Regions from separate parts of the Sus scrofa genome. Here regions 1 and 3 are each linked to region 2. The links are chromatin contacts, called in public HiChIP or PLAC-seq maps. All regions are on one chromosome and are shown on one strand. Each heading gives the region's core, a stretch centred on a gene start, on an enhancer-like site or on the middle of the called end of the contact. The rest is flanking DNA. Distances are from core to core; before and after follow the strand shown. Region 1 holds the start of LOC102163780 (vesicle-associated membrane protein 714-like). Region 2 has its middle 320 kb from the start of RASGEF1B. Region 3 holds the start of RASGEF1B (RasGEF domain family member 1B).

Evidence for each region. HiChIP or PLAC-seq counts read pairs in DNA pulled down with a chosen protein or histone mark.
Region 1: an H3K27ac HiChIP or PLAC-seq map of alveolar macrophages shows a contact between it and region 2. The contact joins the promoter of LOC102163780 here to the enhancer-like site in region 2. A contact is called at or near these places in 1 of 5 promoter capture datasets (liver), 12 of 47 Hi-C or Micro-C datasets (alveolar macrophages, embryonic fibroblasts, epiblast stem cells and 7 more) and 2 of 2 datasets of contacts at active chromatin or transcription factors (alveolar macrophages and skeletal muscle).
Region 3: a contact with region 2 is called in an H3K27ac HiChIP or PLAC-seq map of alveolar macrophages. The contact joins the promoter of RASGEF1B here to the enhancer-like site in region 2. A contact is called at or near these places in 1 of 5 promoter capture datasets (liver), 19 of 47 Hi-C or Micro-C datasets (alveolar macrophages, brain, embryonic fibroblasts and 11 more) and 2 of 2 datasets of contacts at active chromatin or transcription factors (alveolar macrophages and skeletal muscle).

Annotation. Positions count from the first base shown.
Region 1 is chr8:135,893,753-135,896,992 of Sscrofa11.1, forward strand. LOC102163780 (vesicle-associated membrane protein 714-like) reads right to left here and starts at 1,921. Exons shown (of 6, transcript XR_002346908.1): 1 at 1,427-1,921. It also overlaps a transcript of RASGEF1B not described here.
Region 2 is chr8:136,237,827-136,241,489 of Sscrofa11.1, forward strand. It overlaps a transcript of RASGEF1B not described here. Among named protein-coding and RNA genes, the nearest start is that of RASGEF1B, 320 kb to the right of the region's middle. Within about 2 kb of position 1,600, at least 12 of the 83 cell types and tissues checked have an H3K27ac peak or open chromatin away from gene starts, as enhancers often do. A contact at or near this core is called in alveolar macrophages, fetal liver and liver, where this site is marked.
Region 3 is chr8:136,554,734-136,557,935 of Sscrofa11.1, forward strand. It overlaps RASGEF1B (RasGEF domain family member 1B), which reads left to right and starts at 1,482. Exons shown (of 14, transcript NM_001195367.1): 1 at 1,482-1,618.

The sequences.
Region 1 (3,240 bases), core at 671-3,170, 340 kb before region 2:
TTTTCTTGTATTAAAAAACGAAGCCCTTTCCCGGACTATGCTTCTTCTTCTTTTCACCCCATCTCATTCTCTTTCTAAACTCTGGAAAGAATTGCACGCTCTCTACTCCCTCATTTCCCATTCGCTCGGCCTAACGCAATCTGGCTTCTGCCTCTACCTCTCGTGTCACCTAATGGATGAGTCCAATGAACACCTTGTAGGTTTTCTTCAACTTCCCTGGGGCTTAGACATTCTTGTAATTTTCTTCTCTTGGCCTTCAGAACCTCATGGCTCTCATATGGGGACCCACTTCTCTTTGCTATTCCCAGCAGTGTTCTGCCTTTTGCTGCTCTTCTCCAGACTCTTCTCGGGCCGTCTTGCCTACCTCAAGCATCTTTAACTGTTAGCTCTGACCCTCTGAGGGCTACCTATTGGCCATTTTTATGACTTGTTTTGGAAGTAAGACGGAGGAATAAATATACATATACTGGCTATTTCTAACTGGCAACAAAATTTAACCTGTCCCAAACTGTACTCCCCTCCTCCTCCCCTGCACTTCCTCTGACTCCTTCCCTCACAATCCTGCTCCTCTGTATGTAGTTTCTATCATGTTTAATGTCGCCTAAGAAAAAAATTTTGACAAATCTTCACATTGTACACCTTACACAATGTTATATGTCAATTATATCTCAATAGAGCTGGGGGGGAAAAGATTAAAAAAAAAGAAAAAAAAAGTTGAGGCTCAGCCTCGGCATGGCTCTGATCCCTATCCCACATATTCGACCAGTCATTAACTCCTGAAGGTTATTTTACAAAGTCTCTTCAGGATCTGCCCCTGTCCCCCTTTCCTGCTGCAGGTCATTGCCTGAGCTCAGGCCCTGAGGTCCTAGATAAACAACAACGATATCCTTCTAGCTGGTTCTCTTCCCTCCAATCCACCTTCTCTATTGAAACTAGACCAAATCTCCCAGAAGATGGATCAGATTTTGCTGTTCTTCTACTGTAAATCTTTAATTGCTCCCTGGTTTCTCTAGGATAAGAAAACAAACTGCATATAAGACCCTTCATTAATTATTCTTGGTCCACTTTTCTGACCTCATCTTTAGTACCTACATACTGTGCTCTGCTCCAGCCACACTGAATTCCTGAGGTTCCCCAAGCACACCATGCTGTTCCCTCTGCATAGAGGGCCCATTCCCCTTCCCCGGGCCAGGCTACAGCTGACTTGTAATGCTTCTAAGCCAAGCACCCGACCACCACCTCCTCTGTGGCTGGCAAGCCAGCCTTTCTTTCCAGAATGCTAGAGTAGCAATCATGATCCACCTGCACTGAAATGCTTTTTACACAGTAAGACATCTGAATGCAGCCTTTGGGTATAAATGGACAACGTGCTCCTGAAGTGACAACTCCAGGCGCCGCCTTCTCTTCATTGTTGCATCCCTCATACCTTTACTCCGGGATTGTGCGACTAACATGTATTCAATAAATGTGCGTTGAATCGCAGGCCATGTCTGGGGGGAGAGAACATCTTGAAGGGTCTCTGGAATTAAACAGGAAGCGACCGCCAAGCAGGTGGCGTGCAGCACCAGCCCCAACCGCTGGGCGGCGCACTGGCGGCTCTGCCGTTCGGAGCGGGAGCGGCTCGGGGCAGGGATTCCCCGTCTCACTGGACAGGCCGCTCTCGGGGGCGGGGCCTCGCGCCCCCACAGCCCGCTCAGGGCAGCCCCTCAGCGCCGAGGCCCGAGCGGCGGGTGGAACCGGCGAAGGCCGAAGTGCCGCCGCAGGGGTACCTGGTATGAGCCGCCGGTCAGGGCCAGCTCCGCTAGGACCGCTCGGCCACGTGCGATGCAGCTGTAGGTGATCGGCATCGCGGGCGGCCGGCGAAGGAAAGGCTCCGCGGTCCCAACCGCCCGCGACAGCCTCGGGGCGGCGACTGGGGCGGGGCTGCGCGAGAGGGTGGTGTCTGCGCAGGCGCGGGGAGCGAGTGATTGGCAGGGAGGGAGGCGGGGCCGGCGCACGGGGGGGGCGAGTGATTGGCAGGGAGGGAGGTGGGGCCGGCGCGGGGGGGGGGGCCGCGAGTGATTGGCAGGGAGGGAGGCGGGGCCGGCGCGGGGGGGGGCGGGCCCGAGTGATTGGCAGGGAGGGGGGCGGGGCCGGCGCGCGGGGGGGGCGAGTGATTGGCAGGGAGGGAGGCGGGGCCGGCGCGGGGGGGGGCGAGTGATTGGCAGGTAGGGAGGCGGGGCCGGCGCGGGGGGGGGATGATTGGCAGGGAGGGAGGCGGGGCCGGCTGTTGCCGGGGCTGAGCCTGTGATGAGGCCCCGACGAGGTTTCTGGAACAAGTGGCTTCGGGTGAGTGACGCCTTTTTCGCGGTCGTCCTTAAAATCACGTAGGAGCCCGTTACTTCACCGTGTTGACCTACATGGGATTCAGTCGCAGCCTAGGACACGTAAAAGAGAGACCTCGACTTCAAGTAAAACCCGTGCGTTAGCTCAACGGGCATTTGCTGAAGCCCCCACGCGCTCGCCGGGCGCCTGGACGGACGCGTGTGCGGAGGCCGAGGCTGCAGACCCTGACCGGGGGAGGGCATGGTCTGGTGGTGGTCACGGAGGCACGTGCAGACAAGTGCCAGCCTCGGGTGCCCGGCGGTCGCCGCGAGGCCAAATGCAAGGTGAAGGCATCGCCGCAGCTGGCGCGGAGGCCGCTGGCTCTCCCGGGAGCAGAAGCGGGGTTTCCGCAGTCAGGGCCGGGGTGGAGGACGGTGGCGCAGGGCAGGCAGACGGAGCAGCTGTGGCGGCTTGGACGTGGGCACTGCGCTCCGGGTTGGCTGAGGGTGCGGCGCAGAGGCAGGGTGTGCGGCAGCGGGGGCAGGTTTGAGAGGCGGGCGAGTCCTAGACCTTGAGTTCCTGGACAAGAATGTTTTAAAGACTAAGTTTCAGATAGGCTTAGATGTTTCCATTGGCAAGGGGTTGTGGCAGAGTGGAAAGAAGTCGGACCCTTGGATCCAAGATACAGGCACGGCCGTTTACTCTGTGCCTTTGCTGTAACTTAACCTTTCTAGACTCCATGTGCCAATCTGTAAAATGGGGATAGTCGTCCAGTTTAAATTAAATAATTACGCAGCATACTGTAGATGTGTGGTTGCAGTTTTTATGGTGATAAGGTTTTTATGGTGATGGGAATTACTGGTTTGTTCCTAATGGTATAAATTTAAAGGAGAAATAATTGATGGCCTTCTGGGGTGCCTGGCACGAGGTGAAGAC
Region 2 (3,663 bases), core at 350-2,849:
ACAATTGGAAAAGGGTTGGCGACCTTGGGCTAGGTGTTACCCAGTCCCTGGGGAATGACTTAGCCGAGAGCCGCCAGCTGCCAACACTCCCACCAGCTGCGACCAGGGGGTGGGCTGGGGCGCCTCAGTTCTGAAGAGGGGGTCTGGGTGCCTCACCACAGCATCCACTAATGCTCCACCAATGTAGCTGGGATGCTGGCTGGTTAATGTAAAAGCTCGAAGAGGAGAATAGTAAGAAGCAATATGTACATCGGCCTAGTACTTTATTTCAACTTAAAGTGTATAAATGTGCATTTATTTGCCAGCCTTTTAAATAAAGACGCAAGGCCTTAACTGGAGCATGCACGCTCTGGTTGACCTCTTACGTCTTTGGCAAATGGCATAAGAAGGTCACTCTGGAAAGCGTCCTCTTTCAGTGCTCGTGCGTCATTGTTGTCCTTTTACACACAAATTTGCAAGCATTCCTTTTCGTGAATTGCCTTTATACGTCTTCGTCTCAGGGTTTGCTTTTATATCTTGTCACAGTGTCAATGCCTGTGTCTTAGAGTCTCGGGTAGAAGCCTTACAGGGGAAAGCGGCAGAGTATCCAGTCCGCCTCCCTTGATCTGCCCTCCAACCTCTGCAGCTCCCTTTCCTTGTTTTCACCTGGATTTGCACCCCTGGTAACGTCTCTGTTTATACTGTCATTTTTGTCATAATTTTCCAGTTCTCTATGTCCATGGGTGTCTCCTGTAGAAAGCGGTGGTCTCGTTTTCTTACGGGCCCCATTCTCTACATATGCTTCCCCTGGTGTCTTCCAAGTCCGACCATGTCCGAAAGCTGTGGTTTATATTCTTGAGCCCGTGTTACTGTCGCATGTGGCTAAGCCGTGTGCTATGTTAGGAGTGCATTCTCTTTTCTATGTAACTTTTAAGGGGTTTGGAGGGAGATAGTGATTATCAGAGACTTTCTGTGCCTCCGTTTCTTCAACTGTGAAATGCGAGTGACGGTTCCTACCTCACAGGGTGTCAGAGCTATATAAGTGTTAGTAGTTTTCACTGACTGTTTTTTTATATGCCAATCCCCAATTCATCTCAAACTTTCTAACAGAGCTGTAAATATGCGTTCAATGCACTTCATCACGTATTAAGTGCTCAATAAATGCGGAAACATACACATAGCCAATACTCATGAACAGCAAAGTAATTCCGTTGAGAGAACAATGCACTTGGCGTTAGGAGGCCTGGTTCAAGGCCTGGATCTGCCCCTGTCTAGCCGTCTGACTTTGGCCTAGAATAGTTGAATCACACTTTTATAATCTACAAATAAGAGAACTGGATTAGATAATCCCTAGGGCCTTTTCCACATTTCTCGATTCTGTTAATGAAATAAAGGATATGCAGGAGATGCCACACGTATTAAGACGGCAGTGATGAGAGCTACCACCACTTCTAGCCCCACCTCCAGAGACCTCTTCAAAACCTCGGTCAGGCAAGAGCCTGGAGGAGGCATCACTCCCGCTGTGACCTAGGAGAATTTTGCTTAGTCATGCTGGCTGAGCCCTCGTCCTCCCCTCTGGGACGCCTGGTTGTAATTTCAGGGAGCCACCACTAAAGGTCGCTCTAGGTTACCTAACGCCGTGGTCAGGAATACTCCGCGTGTCTGCCGAGCCTCAGCACTACCCTGTAGTCTGCCTACAGGCTTAGAACGACACGCTTTAAATGTTGAAACTCAAACATCAAAACACTGAGACGGAAATGAACTATTTTTTTTTTTTTTTTAAAGAAGGTGGTAACACCTTCCAGATTCTTCCGCTGGCCTCTTCCCTCCGAGGCTGTTTCTACCTATCTCGTTACTGCTGTAAACTGGGTAAACTGGAACTTGAAGGAATTCTCAGTTGAGCAATTGTTTGTTTGGCCTGAACTTTACGATTTTTGTTCCCCTCAAGATAAAAGAGATTAAGCTGCAGAAGCGAAATATGGGATTCTTTGTTTCCTGGTTCTTGCTTCTGTTGGATCTCCAAGCTTTTCTGGAATCTTAGACACTTCGTGCATTTCATTGATTTTATGAAAATGGCAAATATTTTAAGATTTCTAAAATTGTGATGCTTGGTACAGTCAATGGCAGCAGATGAGTAGCAGCACTTTTTTAGTGATATTTTATCATCAGTGATGTCTTTTATGTGATAAACACTGTATCTGATATATGATATATCCACCTTAATTTATTCGCAGACAATGCTGTGTTAAAAGTTGTTTGACAGATACACTTCTTCTTCCAGCCTTAATTTTTCAAGGAGCTCCAACTGGAAGTGAGAGCAATATTTACTGAATGTCCACCCATGTCTGAGCTCTGGGATATGCATATGTGGTTGCATTTAATCCTTTTCAGGCTATGAAGTGGGCCTTTTGCTGCCCTTTTACAGTAGAGGAGACTGAGGCCCAGAAAAGTCAGTGACGTGTCTAGTGCCATGCAGCGAGTGTGGGTCCCTGCGGAAAACAGTTTTGTATTTTGACTACAGATCTCAGATTTTAAGCCATATTATGTGGCAACTTAGGGCACGTGTCTACTCTTTGGCACGAGGTTTTTCTGACTTAGCCTGCAGAACTTAGATCTCTTTGAACAACATACAAGTACTTTCTCTTTTTAAAATATATATATTTAATTGAAGTATAGTCAATTTATAAGGTTGTATTAGTTGTGTGTGTGTGTGTATTCTTTTATTTTGCATTCTTTTCCCTTATAGGTTATTACAAAATACTGAGTATAATTCCCTGTGCTATGCCGTTGGCCCTTGTTGGTTATCTGTTTTATATATAACATACAATTGCTGTCTGACAGGCTTTAAGAATGTTAAATTCAGCCTTTAAGAACGTTGATAAGCAGCATAGAAGAGGTGTTTCTGAATTCCAGCCTTACTCATCTCTCTGATTAAAAGGGTGGAGTAAAACTCGATGTATCTGAGATGAAAGTTGCTCCCCTGTGGGGCCGTGGGCTCCGAGAGAGAAAGCAGAGCTGGGTGAGAGCAGCAGAGCAGCAGGGGGCCTGCACGGCTCCTTTAGGGCCCCTGGATCCCCTTAGTCTTTTGGCAGACCTCTCTAGGAAACAGGTTTTCAAAATACCTTGAATTAAAAAAAAAAAAGAAAAAAAAAAAAGTATTTCCTCCAAGTCTCTAACTTACAGGAAACCAGCCATTTAGAACATGATTCCAATCAGAGTCCACCGTGTCCTGAGACGCAGGCTGTACGCAAGACGGAGGTGGTAGCCCCTCTCGCTTAATTTTCCAAGGAGCAAAGCTTAGAAACAAGAGCAATGCCTTTCGTGCATCTCTGCGTTGCCAGTCCCTCTGCACGCAGACGGCGCCCACTGGTATTCAGCAGGAAGGCAGTTGGTGGCATGATCATGACCGGGTTTGCGCAGGCCCGGGGGGGCTGAATTTTCCACTCTCAGCAACTCTTAGAAATGGCTGAAATACATGCCATTCTAGGTCCCTACCTCATGTCCTGAAGGGCATTTGTTGTCTACAGGCTGCACTCATGTCTTCCACTTCCAATCCTTTTGTATTTCAGGTGCTTATTTGTAAATCTAAAGACATTAGCAATGTCAGAGGTTCTGCTCCATTCATTTGTCTAGGGATTTATCATCAAAATATTCCTTTTATATCAGCAACTTGGGGTCTTACGA
Region 3 (3,202 bases), core at 232-2,731, 320 kb after region 2:
TTTATTGCTACAGGTCATAAATGACTTGCCCAACCTCATGTGGCTTCCTTGTTGCAGAACCACGATGGAAAACTGAGCTTGAAAGACTAACCAACCAGCACAACCACACCAGCTGAGCAGGGCCACCCAAGCCTCGGTGCTTTGTATTGAATAGCTGGCCAGGACAGGCTCTCCTTTTACAAACGGCAGAGAAGCTCAGGTAGATGGGAGTGGATGACTGAGTCAGGGGAGACCCGTTTGCAGAAGAGAAGGAGGGAGTATAATCAGAGAAAAAGAAGTGAGAGGGGGTGTGCCTGTGCAGAAAGGGAGGGGCGGAATCAGAATAGGCGCGGTGAACCTCGAGGTGGCTGCTACCATCCCAGAAAGGAGGCGGGAGGGAGGGAAGATGGAGCGGGACAAAAAGGGGGCCTCTATCACAGCCATCCTAATGGAAGGCCTTCCTATAGGACAGGTGTGAATAGTGTTGTTTTACACATGGGAAAACTGAAACGCAGAAAAGCGGCTTTACTTATCCAAGGTCACGTAGCGGGCAACTGTCTCCTGATGTTTAGTTTGTATTCTTTCCCTGCATCTCTTCCTTCCCTTGTTTGCTTCCATCGTTTCTTTTCTCCAGCCTTTTTTTTTTTTTTTTTTTTTTTTTTTTTTTTTTTTTTGTATTCGTACAAGGTGAAGTACTGGAGTTTCTATCTTTTTTCTAAAACAGTTATCAAGTATCCAATTCTAGAGTATATGGTTACCATGACAGCGCAGCCTTTAGGGAGGCCGGACCTCCCGCTTTGCCTCCAGAATCGTATTTCACAGCACAGGTTCCCTCTTCTTCTTCCTTTTTTTTTTTTTTTTGGTGGAACTTTTAACAGCCGCAGTTTGACATTTTGTTTAGGTGACCGTTCGCTTAACGCTTGTCCTCCTCTAGACTGCACGCTTCCTAATGGCAGGATCCAGCCTCCTTTTGCCCGGAGTGTGCCCCCAGCGTTTGTCACAATGCCTAGCACGCAGGCTTTCTGTAAACATTTGCTGGGCCAGTGTTCTTGTGGTTTCTCTCAGCTCTCCTCTGAAAATTCCACGGACAGTAACCTCTAGCTCATAATTATGTTAATAGATACTGTATAACAAGTCGGGCCGGTATGTACAGGTAGCACACAGGTAAATGAACACACACGGGTACACACATGACTGCACAAACAGCCTCCAGCACATGCGCTCAGGAGGAGACGCACGCGGGCTCAGCGAGCCGAACCCGCGCTGGTAAACACCGCTGCGCCCGGCTCCGCGGGCCTCCGCAGCGTAGGAGGGCACCCGGGCAACCGCGCCTCCAGAGTCGGGGCCCCCGGGACCCGTGGGCTGGTGCCCGGCGCCGGGGGCGGTGGCGGAGTGGGCGGTGAGCTGCGCCGTGATTGGCCGTGCGGCCGCTCGGGCGGGGCCGGCGGCGGGGGCGGGCGCTCGGGCGGAGGGGTGTGCGCGGCGGCGGCGGCCGGAGTTTCAGTATAAACAAGGCATCCGACTGGTTGGGCGGATTTTTCTTTTCCTTCTTCCCGCGCGCTTTCGCTCCCAGTCCTTTGGTTGCGTTGTGGGCGCGCGGCACACAGCCGGGAGGCCGAGGACCCGGGGCCGTCTGCAGGTGGGTTGTTCTCTGGTCAACAATTCTCCCGGGAGAAACGGGAGCCCGGCGGCGGGAACGCGCGACCCCGCCGCGCGCTGCGCTCTCCCAGGCGTCCCCGGAGCTGCGCGCGGAGCCGCCCGGCTCTCTCCCTGCGCCCCGGCTGCCGGTGCGCCGGGAGGCGGCGGGAGAGCCCGGGCCAGTGGGCGCTGCCGGCTCAAAGCGCCTGCTAAAGCCGGAGACCGGGAGAGTCCCCTTGCCTGGCCGCCGAGGATGTCTGGGGCCGCCCCGGCAGCGGCCTGGGTGCCAACAGGTGCGGGACCCAGCCGTTGGGTCGCGGGCGGGGACAGGCTTGGGATGTGCCTCGCTTCTCGCCCTGATCCCGAAGCCAAGCCTCTGTTTCGAGATCTTGCCACGATTTTCGAGGATTTGTCTGAGTTGTAGTTGCGTTCATCCTTTTTTCATCCTGTCTCCCCTTCCTTGTGCACTGCGAGGCTGTTTCCTTCTGCTGCTTGGCCAGTTTTCGTGTGCGGGTGGGTGGGTGGAGGGAACTGTTTATTTTTGGTGTCGGAGCCTTAGGATCTTAAGGTCTGCTTCTTTGGGCGGAGACAGGGGAACAGAAGTCATTTACTTGCCCCTGACGAGGTGATATTCCTTCAGCGGACAAACTTGGGGCACAACGTGTCGCCTTTCTCTTGCCTGAGCTCAGGTTTGTCGCCTCGGATCACCTGGTCGGGCTTTAATAAAGTGAACAGGAGCTACCTGGGAGCCTCGCGGGCTGCCCGCAGGAGAGAGGCTCCTCCTTCTGGGGAAACGGTGGCAAGAACTTCAGGGCTGTGCGAGAGAAATGGGAGGGACAGGAGGCCTGTACGTGCGTCTGTCTGTCTGCGTACGGCTGTTGTGCGCATTCCTACTTCACCCCAACCCGGTCCGCGCAGTTCAGGCGAGAGCACCGCAGCTAATGAGCCCTCTGACAGCGCCGAGGGTGGCACAAGCGTCGTAAACAGCAGGAGGGTCTCTGGGCAGCGACCCTGTCTAAGGACTGTGGACGCGTCTGTCTGCGCGGATGAATCCGGTGGGTATGGTGTGTGCAGATGCATATGCACACGAGTGTGTCTATGTGTGTTTGGGCGAACGCGTCTCCAAGGAGTCCTTCGTCAGCAGCGCCATGTGACGCCGGTCAGGCACTGCTTGTGTGCGTAGATCTATATTTAGCCCCGGATGATCTTTCTCGGCCGTGGGAGGTCTCTGAACCGAGTGCAGAAAGAGGAAGAGTTCAGGGACCAGGGTTTTGCGCTCCTGAATAATGTCTGGAACAGTCAGACTCAGATGGGGTGAATAATTCTTCTTTCCTCTCAAAGCAGGAGCGGGAGCTGGGCATGTGATGGCTGGACCTTAATTTGAAACATAGGCGGTGGTGAGAAACCTGTGCCTGTGCGAAGAACCAGGGAGGTGGCAGTTAACCGGAGTGGGCGCCTGATTGGAGATTTGGGTAGAAAACACCTAGTCAGGGAGGTTCAGAGCAAATCTTAAAGTGGCGTCTAAAAGGAAATAAAAATAGAAATGCTTGGCTGTTGAGATTTTCCTAACAGATCAAGAGCGTGG